2 separate regions of the Danio rerio genome follow, and region 2 is linked to region 1. A link is a contact called in public HiChIP or PLAC-seq data. All regions are on one chromosome and are shown on one strand. The core of a region is the stretch at or near the end of the contact, and the rest is flanking DNA. Distances in the headings are between cores, read along the strand shown. Region 1 holds the start of sardh (sarcosine dehydrogenase). Region 2 holds the start of slc27a4 (solute carrier family 27 member 4).

Region 1 (4,160 bases), core at 1,180-3,679:
TTTTTTTTTTTTTACAACTTACTAATCTAATCTTTTTCTGTGAAAATTAATATATTATGTAAACAATCTGCAATTTAAAGTTCTTACAATTTATATCAAGTACAATTTAAATTAAATTTTTATTTAAATCATTAAATTTTTTTTACAATTTGAGTTTAAGTACTTAAAATATTGAATTTTAAATAAATTTCAAATAAACATTTTAATTTTAAATATATAAAAAAATGAAAAGTAGTGTAACTAAGCTGACAAACTAGATTTCATTGAAATGTGTGTGAATAAATCTATGAATTTATACAGAGACGGATTTTAAGAAATAAGTAATAAGATACATTTGTTAAATGTGTATTTGGTAAAAAAATTTACCCTGCTAACGCTAATATTCACCATTCGTTGATATACAGTTGTAATTTTATTCTGTTGTTTAAAATATATCAAACTTTATTACCAAAAAACTGCCCTGACTTTAATTCATTCATGCATATTTGAACAAATTATTTCAATATTTGAAATTTAAACAAATTGCATATATATATATATATATATATATATATATATATATATATATATATATATATATATATATATATATATATATATATATATGTGTGTGTGTGTGTGTGTGTGTGTTCTATGTATCTTTATTATTATTACTGTTATTGATAATTTTCACAAGTAGTTGCTCACCAGACAAGCATCATGTGAGACAGCTTATCTTACTCTAATCACTTTTGAATCAAATATGGCAAAAGAAAAGTCTGTTAAACAGAAAACCTTTTTCATAAAGGTTTTAAAGATACATGTTTACTAGAGAAATCGTAATGTTTTATTTTAATTTCTCATTTTATTATATTTTAAAACAATGCATTTATATTTTACGCATTCTTACAAAGTATATGCAAATATGGATTACATGCACGTTTTATACGCATTGCACTTAACTGCAAAACTGGTCACTTCGAAAATGATCAACATGACCAACTTGTTTTTGCAAAAGGTGACAAAACCTAATATTTTGTATACTAATTATAAGCATTGCAATTCACAAGTTATGCAACTCAAACACAGTTAAAGTGCATCAAACTAATAACATGTCTGTAAAAAACTATCGTGCAAACATTTCAGATATAGTTCACACGTTTTGTAAAACTGAAGTAATGCACTGAAAAAGAATACACGCGACCATAAAACTAGCAGCGTGTGAAGCAGGTCGGTAGTTCTGTGGTAAACTGTCACTCGCATATTGAACTTACTTGAAGAGCGAAAGTCCTGCTTTTTAACTGCTTCCTCAAGAGTGTGTAAGTTGTTACTTTCATAAACAGAGCAGCTGGTGCTCAAATATGGCTGTTTGCTGACCGAGCATGAGGACGAACACAGCTGTGGTGGTGAACTTCAGAACTGCAGATGCGGCGGAAGGAGCAAAACAAACCAAGCAGAGTGCTGCGACGTGTCTACTGAGAACTTTAGACAAATCGCATGATTAAAAAAAAAAAAAAAGATTTCTTAACACTTCACCGCGAATTAGTGGGGTTTCATGCATAGTCGGGTTTCTACGTTCATACGTATTGCAGATTGAATGACGTTCAAATTTGCATAGCATTATACCGAGGTCGATCAGACAGGTAATCAACATCATATGCGAATATACGATGATTGTTTTTCAGGAAAGTAAAACTTACGATACATAAACACTCAAACTATTTCATTTTATCTCAAATATGTTAAATCATTTTAATGATGTTTATTGATAACAAACGGTTATGGCATTCCCATGTGAAAAAAAATATGTATATTGTTTTAAACCGTACTACAGTAAATGTATCAGTGTGTGTAGGATCTATATTAACAATATTTGAATAATGCTGTGATATGCTGTATAGATTTATCTTTCTGAAACTGAAAACTATAATCATGCTAGCCTATTTTACGTTTTTACAACAGTAAACTGTAAAACTGTATTGTATATAGTTGTAGAAAGCTTAATACAGTATTGGGTCATTTATATTAGCGTACTATAATTGTTGTTTAACCACAGAAACTATAAAATTACCACAGCATAATAAGTACTGTTCTATAGTATGGATCAAAAACTCTAAATATAAAGTACTATAGTATTTTCTTTTTTTAAGTGGGTTAATTTACATTTACGATTCTTTTTTTTAAGTGAAAGGTTTAAAGTGGGTTATAACTGTACATACTGCATATTTTCAAAAGGACACTGATAATAAATGTCTTAGAAGGCGACTCGCTAGGTTATGAGATTCTCAGAGTTCCAACAATGCATGCATTGCTTACCTGTCAAATGAATATATCCACTTGAGAAAAGGAAAAAAACACAAGAAATGAATTTGCTGTTGCAGACTTGGTGCTGCTGTTTAGTGCACAAGGCAGCTTAAATGTTGTGTTGCCTGCAGCTGAGATCTTTTGGCTGGAAACTGCCAAATAGACATGATAACCTCAGAGTACACTCTCCACCCACCAACAGAGGTCTAATTGTAGTTCTAATTTAAAGGTGGAATGAATTGTATTGTGAGTATATACATACAGTTAGTTAACCTACATACATACATACTATATATATATATATATATATATATATATATATATATATATATATATATATATATATATATATATATATATATATACGCACAGTAGGTAGCACTGTTGCCTCACAGCAAGAAGGTCGCTGGTTCGAACCTCGGCTCAGTTGGGGTTTCTTTGTGGAGTTTGCATGTTCTCCCTGCGTTCGCGTGCGTTTCCTCCGGGTGCTCCGGTTTCTCCCACAGTCCAAAGACATGCAGTACAGGTGAATTGGGAAGGCTAAATTGCCCGTAGTGTATGAGTGTCTATGTGTGTGTGTGGATGTTTCCCAGAGATGGGTTGCGGCTGAAAGGGCATCCGCTGCAGAAAAACGTGCTGGATAAGTTGGCGGTTCATTCTGCTGTGGCAACCTCGGATTAACAAAGGGACTAAGCTGACAAAAAAATGAATGTATATAATGTATAATATATATAACATACAAATATATATATATATATATATATATATATATATATATATATATATATATATATATATATATATATATATATATATATATATATATATTATACATGCAGTTGAAGTCAAGTTATTAGAAATCAGTTATTAGAAATGAGTTATTATAACTTTTATGTTTAGAAATGTGTTGAAAAAAAATCTTCTCTCCGTTAAACAGATATTGGGAAAAAATAAATAAACGGGAGACTAGTAATTCTGAAATTTTGACTTCATCTGTATATATATATATATATATATATATATATATATATATATATATATATATATATATATATATATATATATATACACGTATGTGTGTGTGTGTGTGTGTGTGTGTGCTTACTACATGTTATTACTACCGCTACCCATCTTAAAGATTATTAATATTTTCTAAATAAATAAATGTGCTCAGTGTCATGTGGAGACTCAGCTGTTAAGTTTTTCCTTTGAGCAAATCACAATTAGAGCAGAAAGACTGAACTCAGACATCTGTTACATGCAGATGCAGACATACTCAGCACATGCATGACGACATGGACGAATGAGCTGAAGTGTTCCCAATAAATCCATGGCCCCTGCAACATCACAAGACCAAAAACAAATACATTTGAGACAATGTTTATAATGCATAAAGGAGTTTCTCAGGGTTCAGTGTTCGGCTCCACGATTTTTGATAACATTTGTCCCCTGTTTTTTTTACAATTTTTTTTCTGTCATTGACAGAATTGCTGCCTTAATCTTTTAAATTTAATTAAATCTTGCAAATTATTCAACATCAAGTTAAAGCTTGTATAACTAAGAAGCTGAAAAATTTATTAACATTTTTTTTAAATAAGCTGAAGCTGCAAAATCATATCTTGTCATTACTTATTTTTAGCATGTTAATTGTATACCAATATTGTGGTGTGTTCTACAAGAAAATACTGTTTTAGTCTTTCTATTTTTACTCAGCATGTTTTTGTTTCTTTTTTTTCTTTTTTTGCAGTTTCGTTGTATTATTTATTACCTTAACTATAAATTTCTGTTAGATAGATTTAATAGAATAATATAATATTAATAGAATATATTAATAGTTATTTTTAGTGCAGTAAATGCTGGGGCTTAGATCTGTATTC
Region 2 (4,160 bases), core at 739-3,238, 330 kb before region 1:
CTTTTTTCAGCAATACTTTTTTTCAAAATATTTAAAAGGTTTTTGATACAGCATCAAAAACTATGGAACAAGCCAATTGGGTATAAGGTGAATAAAGTGAATTACAATATTACAAACATTGTTTTTTTTTTTTTTTCAAAAACAAAGTGATGAAAATTAGACCAAAATAGATTTTATGATAGAAAGCTGCAAATGACACAATAAAATTAAATATAATGCAGAAATATTACATTAATCGCTTAACGATTTTGGTTGCATCTATAGAAATAATACATTTCAAGTTTTCAGCAAAGTTTGCACACATATATAATTAAGTTTTAGAAACACAGGGAGCTAAAGTTTGAACCCTCAGATTGGTGAAATTTTCTATGCAACACCTGCACATTGCTAATAAATTTACTGAATTAATACTAACAGATTGGTTTAACAAAGGCATAGCTTGCAATCTATTAACTGCCTTGGTGCTCATAACTTTTTCTGTATAAGTGTTTCTGCAGGTTTCACAAAGTTAAATTTAAGACTTTTAAAGACATTTTAAAGACCATTATGAATTAAATTTTTGCCTTACACAAGGCTAAATGCTAAAGATTTTTTTTTTTCGAACATCTTAGTTAAAAAAGACTTTCACTTGCCCTATCAAAAAATAATTAAAATTAAATACATTCAATGATACAATAATAATAATTTAGTTTGAATATTTCTTTTTGTAATTTCTAAATAAATCCATTCACAAACTCTATAACCCTTAACAAGAATAGAACAAAACATAGCTGTCAGTTACTTCAGCCTACAATAATAATGATTTAATAATAAAAATATAGGTCAGGTCAGTATCATCATAAGTAAATAAATGTAGAACTTTTAAGCAAATGTTAATTAAAAGCTTTTTGAAAATAAAAAGTTAAAAGCTTTATCGAGATGAATTGCTGTCAATTGTATGGGTGTAAATGGCCAGAGTAGGTTGCTATACATGAACACAGAAAAATTAAGACTTGTTGAAAAATATGTAAGACCTACAACACATGTCAGTAGATTTAAGACTTTTTAAAGCCTAAAATTTAGCTTTTAGAGATTTAAGACATTTTAAGACCCTGTAGACACCCTGTTCAGAGACCTAAAAGTTAACGTTAACCTATTTTTTGGTAATTGGGAGTTTAACATATTCAGAAATGTTTCCCAGCTCATTGCGCCTAAGAGTTCAGGATTCAGGTCGATTTGTGAACGAATCCATTCGCTTTAATGACTCGGTTGAAAAGATCCGACTCAAAAGAATGCTTCGCTCGCGAATCGGACATCACTACAGCAATGCAGTACACTGAGCTTCACTCTACAGTTACAATCACAAAACACGTTGTATGAAATTCAACTCGTACAGTCAGGCAATTAATTATATTATGCGTTTATACGATCGGTTATATTTGCTATGCGTGTTTCATACTGAAAAGGCCAGTGCGCATGAATGACATCCTATTTCCCTTTAGCTGGATTATGAGCAATTACACTGCTACACATGACACGGCATCCATCGGCAAACATAAGCAGAACACAATGCATATTGACGCTATAGTAAAATCAGTAAATTCATCTTTAACAAGCAACTGACAGCTCGCTATCATGACGATTAATGATACAGGAGATTCCGGAAATGACTAATGGCTAAAATATTTGAAATGTTGGTGTTTGTGGTCCGGGAAATACCTCGATTTTGGTCTTCTCTGTCACAATAACGTGTGTATTATGGCAGAAGGGGAACCTGTTCCGTACGATCCCACCTTGATCGGCTTAAGCGAAACCTCCACCGTTTACCTGCGCTGATACACACGCGCCGGTGTGTAACGGCCACTCGCCCGCCTTTTACCTATTTCCGCGGCTCCTATGGTAGACTTTGCTCCCGTTTATTTCATTTTTTCACTCTTATCTGTTATCGCTTCATTGTGGGGATAGCATGTAGCGCTGGTAATTCCAATGACCTTATAATTTTCTTACTTGCGCCCGCCTCCTCGCTATTCGCCGGTGCTGTGTGTACACATTGAATGACAGCGCTTTAAACCAATCGTGCTCTCAGAGCGCAGCCTTTTCGCTGTTGAAAGGCGGGGCTTAAAGTCCTGTCAAGGAAATGTGGCCCAGCCAGCGAATCATCACGACAGTTTCCACCCGGTAGTTGCAAAGCAGCTCTGCGGGACCATGAGGCATGATGGAGGAGGAGAACGAGAGCTATTGTCAGACATCTGTCCATCTGCAAGCCATTGTACTGGCAAAGACAGCTGTTTGTGAAAATTAAAAGAACGTAATGCACATGATAATACTAATGTGTAAGGAGACAGGATTTTAACTGAAATATATAGCAAAAGGACACGAGACTGTTGGTTTCATTCAAAATGCATGAATTGCAAACATTTCTATTTTAGTTTGAAGTATGTATTTTTTTTTCTGTGAAATTATTTTGACTATACTCCTGATTGCATGTAGCATTCGATACAAGTTAATTCACAGAAACAAACTGTGTATAATCGCTTATCTAAATGTAGCTCCTAAAACAACTTACCTATGTAGCTGACGTCACAAACCCCATTTATTTTTTCAGTTTGCATTTTAATGTTAACATGATTTGCCTAACAAATTACTTTCCACTGTGTTTCTTTGTACTGGTCACAACATTCATATATTTTTTTAGAATGGTCGATGAAAATCATGTGAGATAACAGTAACAAAAATTGATTTCATGTGGTATAAACACTTCACTGTGGATATCATGTTAGACAGCACCAGTGGTGGAAAGTCATGAAAAATCATACTCAAGTAAAAGTATAATTACTTACTTAATAATGTAGTGCAAGTAGAGTAAAAGTATCTGCTGTAAATATTACTCAAAGTATGAGTAAAAAGTAGCCCTTTAAGAAGTATTACACTGTGAAAAGGTGATGTTTTTACATGCAATTTATGCATGTGTGTGTGTAAACGTAACATTTTGACTATTTGACGATTTCAGTCATCGTACAGTAAACATTCGCCACCATCAATGGCATTCAGTCTAAACAGTCATTGCGTGTAAAGATTTTGGACATCATCTTCCTGGATACTTTCCAAACATATCTTCAAATTGTTCATAATAATGAAAAATTATTATTATTTGATAGGACTGGAATCAAAGAATTGATTTAATAATTTGTTTATCCCCATAGACAAGAAAAAAATTAAGTAATTACGCAGGTTGAAATAAAGTAGTGGAGTAAAAGTAGCGATATTGCACTAAAAGTGTATTCAAGGGAAAGTAAAAGTACACATTTTTAAAACTACCTAATAAATTACTAATCCTAAGAACAAAAAACTCAAGTACAGTAATTGGAGTATTTATAATTTGTTACTGGACAGCACAAATCAGTTTACAACTGTATAGTGATATGTACATTATCTACTATCAGCAAAGCAGATTTTTTATCTATGCAATCCAAAAATATTGAGACACAGGCCATAATTTATCTATCATAACTAGCTTATGGTGTACTTAGTTCACCTTTAGCACAGCTGGGACAGCTACGCAACATAACACATTAAGCAACCTCACAAATACTGCTTAAATTTATTTCATTAACTTTCAAATAAATGCATTTATTGGTAAAACAAAAATAATAATAACAATAATAAAGCAGAATTTATGACACAGTACTTCCCTAAAGGAACAGTTCACCCATAAATGAACCTTTCATCATTGTGCCAAATCTGACTTCCTTTCATTTGGAGAGCCCAAAATGAGACGTTTCGAAAAATGTTCATGTTGCTCTTTTCCATACAACGTGAGCAACTTCAAAGCTACATGTCATCTCGTTTTGGATTTCAAATCAAAATAAAAGGTAAGGAATTCATGACAGACATTGAATTTTTAAACAAATTTTCCTCTAATTCACCAGATTTGGATGACAACACAATGGCCATAGACACCTTTTCATGCACAATAATCTCGCGTGCATGATATCACGTCGCCTTTGGCATGAACACAATATGAGTAAAACGATGCTCAGAGAAAAACGTCAAACCAATTCTTATCACAGTGTTAACAAAAGACCTTTTTATTTCTTTGAAGGTTTGTATGTAAAATTAAATCAGAGTTAATTCAGACAGAAACTTCTTAATTAGGCTCATTCAGCCCAATAGCATGAAGA

The links. HiChIP or PLAC-seq counts read pairs in DNA pulled down with a chosen protein or histone mark.
Region 2: a contact with region 1 is called in an H3K4me3 HiChIP or PLAC-seq map of embryo, with 6 times the contacts expected there. The contact joins the promoter of slc27a4 here to the promoter of sardh in region 1. A contact is called at or near these places in 3 of 18 Hi-C or Micro-C datasets (caudal fin, embryo and hematopoietic stem cells) and 1 of 4 datasets of contacts at active chromatin or transcription factors (embryo).

Annotation. Positions count from the first base shown.
Region 1 is chr10:11,042,951-11,047,110 of GRCz12tu, reverse strand. It overlaps sardh (sarcosine dehydrogenase), which reads right to left and starts at 2,429. Exons shown (of 22, transcript NM_001326686.1): 1 at 2,296-2,429; 2 at 1,254-1,451.
Region 2 is chr10:11,370,665-11,374,824 of GRCz12tu, reverse strand. slc27a4 (solute carrier family 27 member 4) reads right to left here and starts at 1,988. Exons shown (of 13, transcript NM_001017737.1): 1 at 1,699-1,988. swi5 (SWI5 homologous recombination repair protein) reads right to left here. Exons shown (of 5, transcript NM_001326527.1): 5 at 3,567-4,160.